Linked DNA regions of Oryctolagus cuniculus: region 1 is linked to region 2. The links are chromatin contacts, called in public Hi-C maps. All regions are on one chromosome and are shown on one strand. The core of a region is the stretch at or near the end of the contact, and the rest is flanking DNA. Distances in the headings are between cores, read along the strand shown. Region 1 has its middle 88 kb from the start of ESM1. Region 2 has its middle 16 kb from the start of HSPB3.

The links. A called contact is a pair of places that touch in the nucleus more often than the background predicts.
Region 1: a Hi-C map of embryonic fibroblasts shows a contact between it and region 2, with 5 times the contacts expected there. The contact joins two enhancer-like sites. A contact is called at or near these places in 2 of 6 Hi-C or Micro-C datasets (embryonic fibroblasts and skin fibroblasts).

What each region holds. Positions count from the first base shown.
Region 1 is chr14:75,653,741-75,659,793 of mOryCun1.1, reverse strand. No RefSeq gene overlaps it. Among named protein-coding and RNA genes, the nearest start is that of ESM1, 88 kb to the left of the region's middle. Within about 2 kb of position 1,678, at least 1 of the 8 cell types and tissues checked has an H3K27ac peak or open chromatin away from gene starts, as enhancers often do.
Region 2 is chr14:75,222,136-75,229,021 of mOryCun1.1, reverse strand. No RefSeq gene overlaps it. Among named protein-coding and RNA genes, the nearest start is that of HSPB3, 16 kb to the left of the region's middle. Within about 2 kb of position 3,086, at least 2 of the 8 cell types and tissues checked have an H3K27ac peak or open chromatin away from gene starts, as enhancers often do.

The DNA.
Region 1 (6,053 bases), core at 429-2,928, 430 kb before region 2:
TTGGAAGAAATGAAAAGGAAATGACACTAGATGGAGCCATTCCAATGGGAATGAGGCCGTGTGCTGCAGCCCGCATGCACAACACTCATGGGTGATGAGAGCTGTGCAGCAAATGGCCACTCTTCTTCTCCAACCCCCTCCAATGTCCTGGCACCATACAAGATCCATGGAACTCTAACACAACTTGGAGGCCCTTGAAGAGGGGAGAAGCTCAATGGACTGAAATGTAGTTCTGTAGCCACAGCAGGTTGGGAGGTCAACACAAATCTAATCGAGTTTTGGAAAAATAGAATGTTCTCGTTTGTACACATCTGAATCTGCAAAGCTAGAGTTACATGTGAACTCTAGAAAAGTGCAGATTGGTTGAAAGAACCCAGATGAATCCTAACAGAAGCCAAATTCATGAAGTACATCAAGTCTCCAGGGGGAAAAGACAGCCAATAGGCAGCTACTCACTGTCTGTGGCTCTATCTCTTGTAATTGGTTTTTCTTTGCCAATATACTCTCAGTAAAGGCTGAGACAGAGGCCAGCACCTTTCTCTATGGACTGTGGTACCCATTCCTTCACTAGGGTAGACACAGGATTTTGCTGGTGCTTGCAAAGGTGCCATCTCCACATGACCCATTGGTCCTGTGACTGCAGCCAAAACATGGCATTCTTTGTTTTGTGGTAGAAATTTTAGAGAAGGGATCATATCTGACAGTTTCAGTCCCTAAGGTAATGCCCCTTATATCAAGTATCCATTTTGGCCAGTCAGGTGGTATCAGAGGGTAAGGGGTCTCACAAATCTGACATCACTGCTCCAGCTGGGCACATCTTGAATGGTTAATGGGGTGGACACATCCAGACAGGAGAATTTGGGGCCTAGAGGATTGACTCAATTTACAATTATCCTTTATTAAAAATCACTTCTTTGCATGTCCAATACTCCTCTTTATATTGTACTTCCTTGAAAGCAGGGGCTGTAGCTGATCTCTCCACACACGATAGCATCTTCTGTGTACAATTTGCATTTGGAAGAGTTCAATGAATATTTGTTGAATGAATTTGTATCACAATATTTTTTCTCTGCTCTCTAAAGCTTCCTTTCTGAGTGAATAATGTTGAGGCCAATAGAGTTACTCCTGTTGCTTGGTTGGAGCAGAACAGTGCCAGTCAAGATGATGATATGAGAGGGAAATGCTTTTGTGGGTGGATTCCTGACCAGATACTATAGAGAAACATCTTGCAGCCTTGTGTTGTGGTAAATGTAGTGGGTTAAGCCACTTCCTGAGATGCTGGCATCATAAATGGGTACCCGTTCAAATTACAGGTGATCCACTTCTAATTGAGCTCCCTGCAAAGGCTCCTAGGAAAGCAGCAGAAGATCGCCCAGGTACCTGGTCTCCTGCACCAATGTGGAAGAATGGGATGAAGATACTGGCTGCTCTGCACCAGCATTGGAGAATGAGGTGAGACCAGACTGCAGCAGCCGCAGCCACTGGTGAATAGGCTTCAGGAAGAGCCTAGAGGGAATCAGCCTTGGAACCCCATGGGGGATAGTGTATCTGCCAAACTAGAGGAGAAAAAATGAAGGGAGGGCACATTTCTCTCTCCCCGATCACCCTACAGTGGCATCCTGAAACAAGCTGATAGAGAGCAGGCACCCATTTTAGATATACATAACAGCTGCGCCAGCTCGTATCTGTGCCTAGCAACCAGCCAAGTAGTCTTCTGAGTCTGGCAGAGAGAACAGACAGGGGGCTGGGTGCTCGTGACTGTGAGAGGTTTGTGCGCCAGGACTGAAAACCTTGAGGCTACATGGGAGGACTCAGAGTGTGGCTGGGACTTTGGGCAGTCTCTGTGGGAGACTCCACGTGCTCAGGACTTCCTGGTTACCTGGTGAGGGACATTGCTGGGGAATCTGAGCTTACACTGAGGACTGCATAGATCCTTTGTGTGGTCTTTGTGGCAGAGCAGATGAATAATGTACAGACTGGGGCTAGCACCCAGGCACTGGTCTCCTTTGAGGAGAGGAGCTCAGCAGAGTCTATGCCAACAGAAAAGAGCAAACCTCCCTTCTGATAAAAGAGAGAGAGAGAGAGAGAGAGAGAGAGAGAGAGATTTACCACGTCAGACCTGGGTGTGTCATCTAAGACATGCCCTTCACCCTGGAGAACTGAACAGAGCTCCCTGGCTACACCCACCATATGTCTCTAGGTATTCACTGAAAGCAGAAACTCCACTAATCTGCACAGGCATAATGAAAATATAAAAGCCACAAAAAAAAAAAAAGAAGAAGAAACCATGAGTATCTCTACAAAAACTGAATAACAAACACACTAACTCAAGATACAAGAATAAAGAAGACAAAATCATTCCCCCAAAAGAATACAATCCCTCAATACTAGATTGTGAAGATTATGAGACTGAAGAAATCCCAGAAATGGAATTCAAAAAATTGATCATAGGATTACTTAGAAGTAATCAGAAGCAAATGCAAGAACTAATGATATCTGTACATGACATGAATGAAATTTTTTTTTCATGAAATTGAGATATTAAAGAGAAATAAAAATGAAATCTTGGAAATGAAGGATTCAATAGAACAAATAAAAATTCAGTGGAAAGCCTTAACAACAGAATCAGTGAAACAGTAAAAAGAATATCCAACTTAGATGACAAAACACAGGAAATTATACAGTCAGACCAAACACAACAAGAAGAAATTAGAAAACAAAAAAACACTGTTGGGAATCTACAGGATACTATCAAACAACTCAATATACAGGTTCTAGGAATTCCTAAAGGTGTGGAAAGAGAGAACAGATTAGAAGGCCTTTTAAGTGAAATAATAACAGAAAATTTCCCCAATATGGAGAAAGGGACATCCAAGTACAGGAAGCACATAGAACTCCTAATAGAGATAATGAGAAAATATCTTCACTGTGACAAATTGTAATCAAACTCTCCACAGTAAAATATAAAGAAAATATTCTAAAATGTGCATGAGAGAAATACCAGATTGCATTCAGAGGATCTCCAAATACACTCACAGTGGACTTCTCATAAGAAAGCCTATAGGTTGGGAGAGATTGTCAAGAAAGTCTTAAAAGAACTGTCAAACTAGAGTATTATACCCTTCAAAGCTCTCATTTATGAATTAAGGTGAAATAAAGAACTTTCATAACAAACAGAAATTGAAAGAATTTGTCACAATAATACAGCCCTACAAAAGATGCTTAAGGTTATGATGCACACAGAAACACAGAAACATGGTCACCACTACAAAAGAAGGTAAAGGAAGAAATCTCCCAGTAAAAGTGCAAAGGAAATCCAAAGTAAACAATAGGAATATTTATGGAAAAATTCCAGGGCCAAATTGTTACTTATCAATAGTTACAGTGAGTGGAAATGGCCTTAACTCTCCAGTTAAAAGATCAGACTGGCTGGCTGAACTACACAACAAAACCCATCTATTTTCTGTCTACAAAAAAACCACATATCACCAACAAAGATGCATGCAGACTGAAAATGAAAGGATGGAAAAAGATATTCCATGCTAACAGCAACCAAAAAAGAGCTGATATGGCCACCTAATATCAGACAAAATAGACTTTAACACAAAAACTGTTAAAAGAGACAAAGAAGGGCACTACATAATGATTAAGGGATCAATTCAATAGGAAGATAAAACTATTATAAATATATATGCAGCTAATTACAGGGCACCTAACTATTAAAAGAAATGTTAATGGATCTGAAGGGAGAAATAGACTACAATACAATAGTAACGGGAGATTTCAATACCCAACTTTCAGCAATGGATAGATCAACCAGACATAAAATCAGCAAGGGAACAGCAGAGTTAATCGACACTATAGACCAAATGGACCTAACAGATATCTATAGAACTTTTCATCCTACAGTTGCAGAATACACATTCTTCTTACCAGTGCATGGAACTTTCACTAGGATTGACCACTTGCTAGGCCATAAAGCAAGTCTCAGCAAATTCAAAAAAAATCAAAATCATACCATGGATCTTTTCTGACCACAGCGGAATTAAGCTAGAAATCGGCAACTCAGGAATCTCTAAAACATATTGCAAGTGCAAACACGTGGAGACTGGACAACGTGCTCCTGAATGAACAGTGGGTCATTCAAGGAATCAAAAGAGAAATAAAAAAATTTCTGGAAACAAATGCAGAGGACAATAAAACATACCAAAATTTGTGAGATATAGTAAAAGCAGTGTTAAGAGGAAAGTATAGCAAAAAGTGCCTACATCAAGAAATTGGAAAGGCACCAAATAAATGAGCTATCAATGCATCTCAAGGATCTAGAAAAACAACAGCAAACCAAATCCAAGACTAGTGGGAGAAAGGAAATAATTAAAATTAGAGAAGAAATCAACAAAATTGAAACAAAAAATACAAAATGAACAAAATTGACACACCATTGGCCCAATTAACCAAAACAAGGAGACCTAAATTAATAAAATTAGAGATTAAAAAGGAAATGTAACAATAGACACTACAGAAATAAAAAGAACTATCAGAAGTTACATGGCTGTATGCCAACAACCTGGGAAACTCAGAAGAAATGGATAGATACTGGACACATACAACCTACCTAAATTGAACCATGAAGACACAGAAAACCTGAACAGACCCATATGCAAATCAGAAATTAAATCAGTAATAGAGACCCTCCTAACAAAGAAAAGCCCAGGACTGGATGTCTTCACTGCTGAATTCTATCAGATATTTAAAGAAGAACTAACTCCAATTCTTCTCAAGTTATTCAAAACAACTGAAAGGTACAGAATCCTCCCAAATTCTTTCTATGAAGCCAGCATCACCTTAATTCCTAAACCTGAACAAGATACAATAGAAAAAAGAGAACTACAGACCAATTTCCCTGATGAACATAGACACAAAAATCCTCAACAAAATTCTAGCCAATTGAATCTAACAACACATCAGAAAGATCATTCACCTGGACCAAGGGGGATTTTTTTTTTTTTTTTTTGGTATGCAGGGATGGTTAAACATTGGCAAATCAATCAATGAGATAAATCACATTAACAAACTGAAGAACAAAAATCATATGATTATCTCAATAGATGCAGAGAAAGCATTTGATAAAATACAATATCCTTTCATGATGGAAACTCTAAGCAAATTGGGTAAAGAAGGAACATTCCTCAACATGAGCAAGGCAATTTATGACAAACCCATGGCCAGCATCCTATTGAATGGGGAAAAGTTGGAAGCATTCCCACTGAGATCTGGAACCAGATAAGGATGTCCACTCTCACCATTGCTATTCAATATAGTCCTGGAAGTTTTAGCCAGATCCATTGGGCAGGAAAAAGAAATCAAAAGGATACAAATTTGGAAAGAGGAAGTGAAACTATCCCTATTTGCAGATGACACAATTCTATATATAGGGGATCGAAAAGACTCCACCAAGAGACTATTGGAACTCATAGAAAAGTTTGGTAAAGTAACAGGATATAAAATCAATACACAAAAAACAACAGCCTTTGTATACACAGACAATGCCTGAGAAAGCTGAGAAAGAACTTCTAAGATCACACCCATTCACAATAACTACAAAAAAAAAATCAAGTACCTTAGAATAAATTTAACCAAGGAGGTCAAAGATCTCTACAAAGAGAATTACAAAACATTAAAGAAACAAATAGAAGATACAAAAAATGGAAAAATCTTCCCTGTTTATGGATTCAAGGAGTCAATATCAAAATGCCCAGATTTATCAAAATTTACACATTCAATGCCATACCAAAATACCAAAGACATTCTTCTCAGATCTAGAAAAAATGATGCTGAAATTCATACGGAAACACAAGAGACCTCGAATAGCTAAAGCAATCTTATACAACAAAAACAAAGCTGGAGGCATCACAATACCAAATTTCAAGACATACTACAAGTTATAATCAAAAAACCTGGTACTGGTACAAAAACAGATGGCTAGACCAATGGAACAGAATAGAAATGCCAGAAATCAATCCAAGCATCTAAAACCAACTTAAATTTGAGAA
Region 2 (6,886 bases), core at 1,837-4,336:
CCACTCGGCCTGTCAAAAAGAAAGAAAGAAAGAAAGAAAGAAAGAAAGAAAGAAAGAAAGAAAGAAAGAAAGAAAGAAAGAAAGAAAGAAAGAAAGAAAGAAAGAAAGAGAAAGAAAGAGAGAGAGAGAGAGAGAGAGAGAGAAAGAAAGAAAGAAAGAAAGAAAGAAAGAAAGAAAGAAAGAAAGAAAGAAAGAAAGAAAGAAAGAAAGAAAGAAGTTAATTGAAAATGAATCTTAATGGAGAATGGGACTGGGAAGGGGAGAGGGAGGAGGTGGTGGGGTGGGAGTGGGGGTGTGGGGTGGGAGTGGGGGTGGGAGGGTGGGTATGGTGGAAAGAATAACTATGTTCCTAAAGTTGTATTTATGAAATTTACATTCATTAAATAAAAGGTTTTGTTGGGAAAAAAGTAGTAGATGAAGTTTGGACGCTTATTTTTTTTTTAGGAAAGAAACAACGTTTTTATTTGAAAGGAAGAGTCAGAGACAGAGGGAGAGAGAGAGAGGGATGGATGTTCCATTTGCTGGTTCATCCCCCAAATAGCTGCAATGGTCAGAGCTGGGCCAGGCTGAAGCCAGGAGTCTGGAATTCCATCTGGGTCTCCCATGAAGGTGACAGCAGTCATCTTCTGCTACTTTCCCAGGTGCATCATCAGGGAGCTGGGTAGGAAGTGGAACAGTTGGGACTGGAACCGGTGCTTATATGGATGCTGACATGGCAGGTAGAGGCTTAACCGACTACGCCACAGTGACAGCCCCAAAAGGATGCTTTTGGACTCTGTCATTCAGTGTTTCACTCTGGGTTTCTACTCCCAAAGTAGGAGCAATACAAGCGTTTGTTGTTGGCCCAGTTTAACACTCCCATCTTGGGAAATGATTTCTAAGTCATCATAGACTTCTTTAAGTTGCTGGGGAGGGGGGAAGCAATGACATAGTAATTTCTCAGAGTCTGTACAGAGCTGTAAAACAATGTGGAAATGTGGAGGAATGAAGTGAATCCAGCAGCCAATTCCTTTTTCAGATGTGATAACTGCCCTCTGGTGGGAGAGACTGGAATTTCCAGATGAAGGCTGGTTCATGAGTAACAGTGACTGAAATCCTGAACAAACAGTTCTTAGACCTCTTGGCTTTTGACTTAATTTTTAGGAAAAGATTCATCTATTTATTTGAAAGAGCTAGAGAGAGATATAGAGATAGGAAGAGAGTGAGAGAGAGGTCTGCTCTCACTAAAATGGGAAAAATATGTCTACCTGTTGGGTTACTTTTAGGATTAGGGAATCTGGCATACAGTATCTGTTAACATCAACTATTATTATTATTTGTAATCTACCCAGGGGGTAAAAGCTCTTTGGAGAAAAGACACTCATTTCTTCTTTTCTTTTTCTGTTTTAAAATGATTTATTTTATTTATTTGAAAGAGTTATACAGAGATAGAGGGGTCTTCCATCTGCTGGCTCACTCCCCAGACAGCCGCAATGGCTGCGGCTGGGCCAGGCCAAAGCCAGGAGCCAGGAGCTTTTGGTTCTCCCACGTGGTTGTAGGACCCCAAAATTTGGACCATCTTCCACTGCTTTCCCAGGCACATAAGCAGGGAACTGGATTGGAAATGGAACAGCCAGGAGTAGAACTGGTGCCCATATAGGATGCCAGCATTGCAGGTGGTGGCTTTACCTGCTTGCCACACACCAGCCCCAAGACTGACCCATTTCAACACAGTTGTGACTTTAAAAAAAAATAATAATAGGAGGATAGGCACTTGACCCGGTAGCTACAACACCTCTTGGTCCCCCATATCCCTTGTCTCAGTATCTGTGTGCAAGTCCCAGTTCTATTTCCAATTCCAGTTCCTGCTAGTGCACACTCTGGGAGGCAGCATGTGATGGCCCAAGTAGTTGTGTCTCCACCGCCCATGTGAGAGACTTGGATTGAGTTCTTGGATCCTGGCTTTGGCTTTGTCTAGCCTTAGTTATTGTGGGTTTTTGGGGAGTGAACAGTCAGATGGAAGATTCTGTTTCTGTCATTCAGCCTTTCAAATAGAACAAAAATTAAAAATAATCAACTAAATAAAACAGTAGCATTTAGCATTGCCCAAGTTTCTTTAAACATTAATCATGGCCTTGGTTGATGCTAGATGTTACTGGCTAACTTAATGAGCTGTGAATTCTGCACAGAAAAGGTTCAGATCAAGCCAGATCCTGGGGAGGAATGTACACACTTCCCTATCACATTAGAGCTGTCTTTATCAACTACTATCACATGATTTTTATTCTTTTTCCACAGTTTGTTTCTAAGCCCTTCAGTGGTATTAACATGACTTTCTAATGCTGAGCTACCAAGCTTGAGAAGCTGAAGGGAAATTCCAAGGAAATCCTTACCACAGCTTGTTCACAAAGGGTTCTCGGGGTTTCTGAGTTATTTTTTCCACAGCATACTTTAACTGCAAGATCAGATAAGGTTATCAGATGGAAGAAATGTAGAGTTGGAGAGAGTGGGGGAGGGATAGAGGGCAGAACCAACAGAATCAGGGGTGGAGATAGAAGTCGGGGATGTTAATGGGCTTTGTAACCCCAGGTGCATCACCTGACCAAGCTGAACTTCAGTTCTCAGCTGGAAGACAGCACAAGGAAATGAACTAATACATAAAGTCCCTGTCGGGTCAAAAGCAAAAATGAAATAGAGAAAAAAAACTCCATGTGGCTATTACATTGATTACAAACAGCTGGCCAGAAGTGTTCTCTAAAACATTGTTTTCTTCCTTGTGCAGCTGTTTCCCAGCCAATGACCTCTCTGTCTATTTTGCAGTACCATCCAGGGCGGTCTCAGTCTCCAGCACTGAAGGTTGGCAAGGGGGCAGGGGCTTCAAATACACATTTTTTATCTGAGGACCCCGTAGTTAGTCAGACACAAGGAGTTAATGTGGGGAAAGGTATTTGCTCCTGGGATATTGAAGGGGGAGAGTCTCATTGTTTCTGCTGTTTCCCCACAGACTTGGAAGATCTGCTTTGCATGTCACCTGCTCTGAAAGCCTGCTCCCATGGCACTGTGGCTTGGGTGGGAGCCTGCTCCCCAAGCCAGGTGAGTGGACTCCTAACCAGAACTGAGGCAATCCAGTTCCCTAGGGGATTTGGAACTGGGTCTCTGAGACGTTAGGTCCTTGTCAATCCTTCAGTTGAGGGGTTCATGGAGTCGAAGTGACCATTTCCTGCCATGAGAGGGCCAAGGGCTACTCCCAGCTAGGAATAGCAGAAGCAAGGGATCACACAGCCTCAGAGAGAATAGTTGCCTCAGAATTAGGAATTCTCAGAAACAAACAAAAATTTCCAAGAATCAGTTTCCAAGCCATTATCTGTCCTTGTCTTGGGAAATAACACTTGCATCATTTGGATACAATTCTGTGTATTTCTAAAGCTATTCTGAGTAGGTTTCTGTTGGCTGTAATAAAGCAAATACACTAGGCCCCTGACTTATGATTTTCCAGCTTAATGATAGTGTGAAAGCCATGCACATTCAGTAGAAACCGTATTTCCAGTTTTGGATTTAGATACTTTCCTGTATTGCCCATACATGGTACATGACTCTCTGGGGACACTGGACAGTGAGCCAGAGCTCCCATCATCCCTGGGATCAAAAGGGAAAGCCACAGATAGTCCAGCATGCTGTGTGGTGAAGCTACCATATTTGAGAGGCTGAGTGTATTCGATGCATTTTCAACATGTGATATTTCCAACTTACAATAGGTTTATCCAGATGATATCCCATCATAAGTCAAGAAGCATCTGTGCCTAGAGGCAAACAAGTTTGAGGAATTTATTTAGGGCTCAAGATCCCAATGAGCCTACAACCTGAGAGAATACTCCCAAATACAGAGACTTCAGACACCAACACAAGCTACTGGGGGCATATCTTGGGGCAGAAGGCTCTTGGGGCCCTTGAAGTCCTGTGCTATCTTCCTGGACTTGCTGGAAATTCTGGAGGAGACTGCTTGGCCAGCTCATCTCTACCACTTGAAGGCAAACAGCAACTAAAATCTAAGATCTCATAGATCTTTGACACCTTCTTTAAAAAAGGGTGGGAGCAGTAAGGCCACAAAACCATCATCCTAAGTGTGCCCGTTATATAACTCCACCAATCTGCAACCCCAATTCACCTACCATCTACACCATTAAATCTGAAAGGGATGGAAAAACACCAAGAAAATTCCCACAAGAGAGTGGGGGAAGGGGCACGAGGAAGGAGACGGTTAACACTAATTGAAGTAATCTTCTTATAGTATGGGAAAGAAGGGCATTAGCCACTAATAAAGATAACCAAAGAGAAAAAAAGAAAAGAATGAGTATAAAGGTGTAACTTTGAGGTCATTAAAAATAAGCTATTTTAAGGAATTGTTTCACTGGTTCTGTGTGTAGGCAGCAGAAGGGATAGAGGGAATACATATGTTTGGTGATTCTCAATATTCAAATATATTATAACGTTATACATTTATTGAGGACATACTATATACCAGGTCTGGGAAAAGCCTCGGTGATACAAAGATGAAAAAATCATCTTGCTTTTTAAAATTTGAATTTGTTTTCCCTTCACTCAGAGAGAGGGGGGTGAGTTCCCATCCAAATGTATACAACAGCTAGTGCTGGGACAGGCCAAAGATGGGAGCCAGAAATTCAATCCAGGTCTTTCACACTGGTGGCAGGGACCCAAGTACTTGTGCCATTATGCGCATAATAGCAGGAAGCTGGGTGAGAAGCAGAGTTCAGACTTGAACCAGGCACTCTGATATTGGAGGCAGTCGTCCTAAGCAACATCTTACCACTGAATCAAATGCTTGCCCCGAAAGATTAATCTCTTTAAAAAGCTCAGATTAGGCATGGTGCTGTGGCATAGTGGGTTAAGCTGCCACCTCTAGCACCAGCATCCCATGTGGGCACCAGATGGAGCATGACTGCTCTACTTTCACTCCAGCTCCCTGCCGGTCCACCTGGGAAGACAGTAGAAGATGGCCCAAGTGCTTGGGCCCCTGCACCCACGTGGGAGACCTGGAAGAAGCTCCTGGCTATTGTTGGCTTTGTCCTGGCCTGGCCCTGGTCGTTGTGGCCATTTGGGGAATGAACCAGCAAATGGAAGATCTCGCTCTCTCTCTCTCTCTCTCTGCTTCTCTTTCAAATAAATAAATATTTTTTAAAAAAAAGATCAGATTAGTGAGGGAGACAATTAATGGAAAAGATGAGAATGAAGTTCACTTCACTTGGACAGTGTTGCTTTTTGGTACAGAAAGGTAGCATCCAGATAGTAGAGAAGTCTTTCAACCAGTTTCTGCAGCAGTGGGAAAATAAGAAAACATGCCACTTTTTTAAAGAATGGGGCGTTTTGAAAACTAGGTGCAGTTTAAAAGGAGGAAGAAGAGTCACACACGCACTAAAGCCATGGTCTAGCAAGGAAGAATGGAGACGATCCACAACATCAGCAGGAATAACGAAGAACATAGAAAAATACTTCAAAAAGTTTGTGGAAAAATGGAATGAGAAGGTGAGTTTATTTTGCTGCAAAAATGTTTTGAAATCCAGCATCATTCTCTACATGAACTTTTGAAGACCTCTTATATGTATAGATTTCAGATTTTTTAAATATATCTTTGTATTTCCTAAAAAGGCCCAGTTCCAAGCTTTTCATCCAGAATCCTCCTGAGAAGTGTATGTGGGAGTTGTCTGGAACCTGAGCTCTCCATAGACATCTCCACATTTATCCTCTTTTTTTTTTTTTTTTAAAGATTTATTTATTTATTTGAAAGTCAGATTTTCACAGAGAGAGAAGGAGAGAGACAGAGACAGAGAGAGAGACACAGAGAGAGAGAGGGCTTTCATCCACTGGTTCATTCCCCAGATGGCCACAATGGCCGGAGCTGCACTGATCCAAAGCCAGGAGCCAGGAGCTTCCTCTAGGTCTCCCACGTGGATGCAGGGGCCCAAGGACTTGGGCCATCTTCTACTGCTTTCCCAGGCCATAGCGGAGAGCTGGATCGGAAGTGGAGCAGCCAGGTCTTGAACCAGTGTCCATATGGGACGCAGGCACTGCAGGCGGTGGCTTTACCCACTACACCACAGCGCCAGTCCCCTATCCTCTTCTGCTTGACAACCAGGAGCCCACAGTTGCACCACCACAGCCCGCCTCCTTCAGCTCTGTTTGAATCCATCTCAATTTCCTTTGATTAGTGTAGTCGTGAGCCACCACGATGGCACCCAAGGATCCACTTCCTGTGTTCACGCTCTTGGTCATACTCTGCCACATTGAATGCAGCTGACCATGCAACCAGAAGATAGTGCAGACATGATGATGTGTGGCTTCTGAAGCTAAGTCACAAGAGACACTGAGGTTTTCACTGTTACTCATTCTCTTCAGACCCTCACCCTGAGGAGCCCCACACCTTTCTGTGGGGAGCCTGTGGAGAGCCGACGTCTTCTGCTACCAACAAGCACAAGTCAGTGAATTATCTGGAAAGCAGGACTCCCGTCTCCAGTCGAGCCTTCAGCTGACTGTTGCGCTGGGTAACATCTTGACTGCAACTTCGCAAGAGACCCCAAGTCCTGCCCACCCCAGCCACTACTAGAGTTCAGATCCACAGAAACCCTGTGGGCTAGTATTGATTATCATTTCAAATAGCTAACTTTGGGGATGATTTCCTATGCAGCAAGAGAATAGCTGATACGTATACTCTGGGTCACTACAACAGGGTACCCCCTAACAAAAACCTCAAGTGTGAGAGTGGCTTGGGAATGAGGAAATGAATGAAAGCTGGAGGGATTTTGAAGAAGGTGTTAGGGAAAGCATAGCACGCCTTGAACAGATGGATAGGAGCCTCATAGCATTCAAGGTCACTGCCAGCGAGGGCATTAAG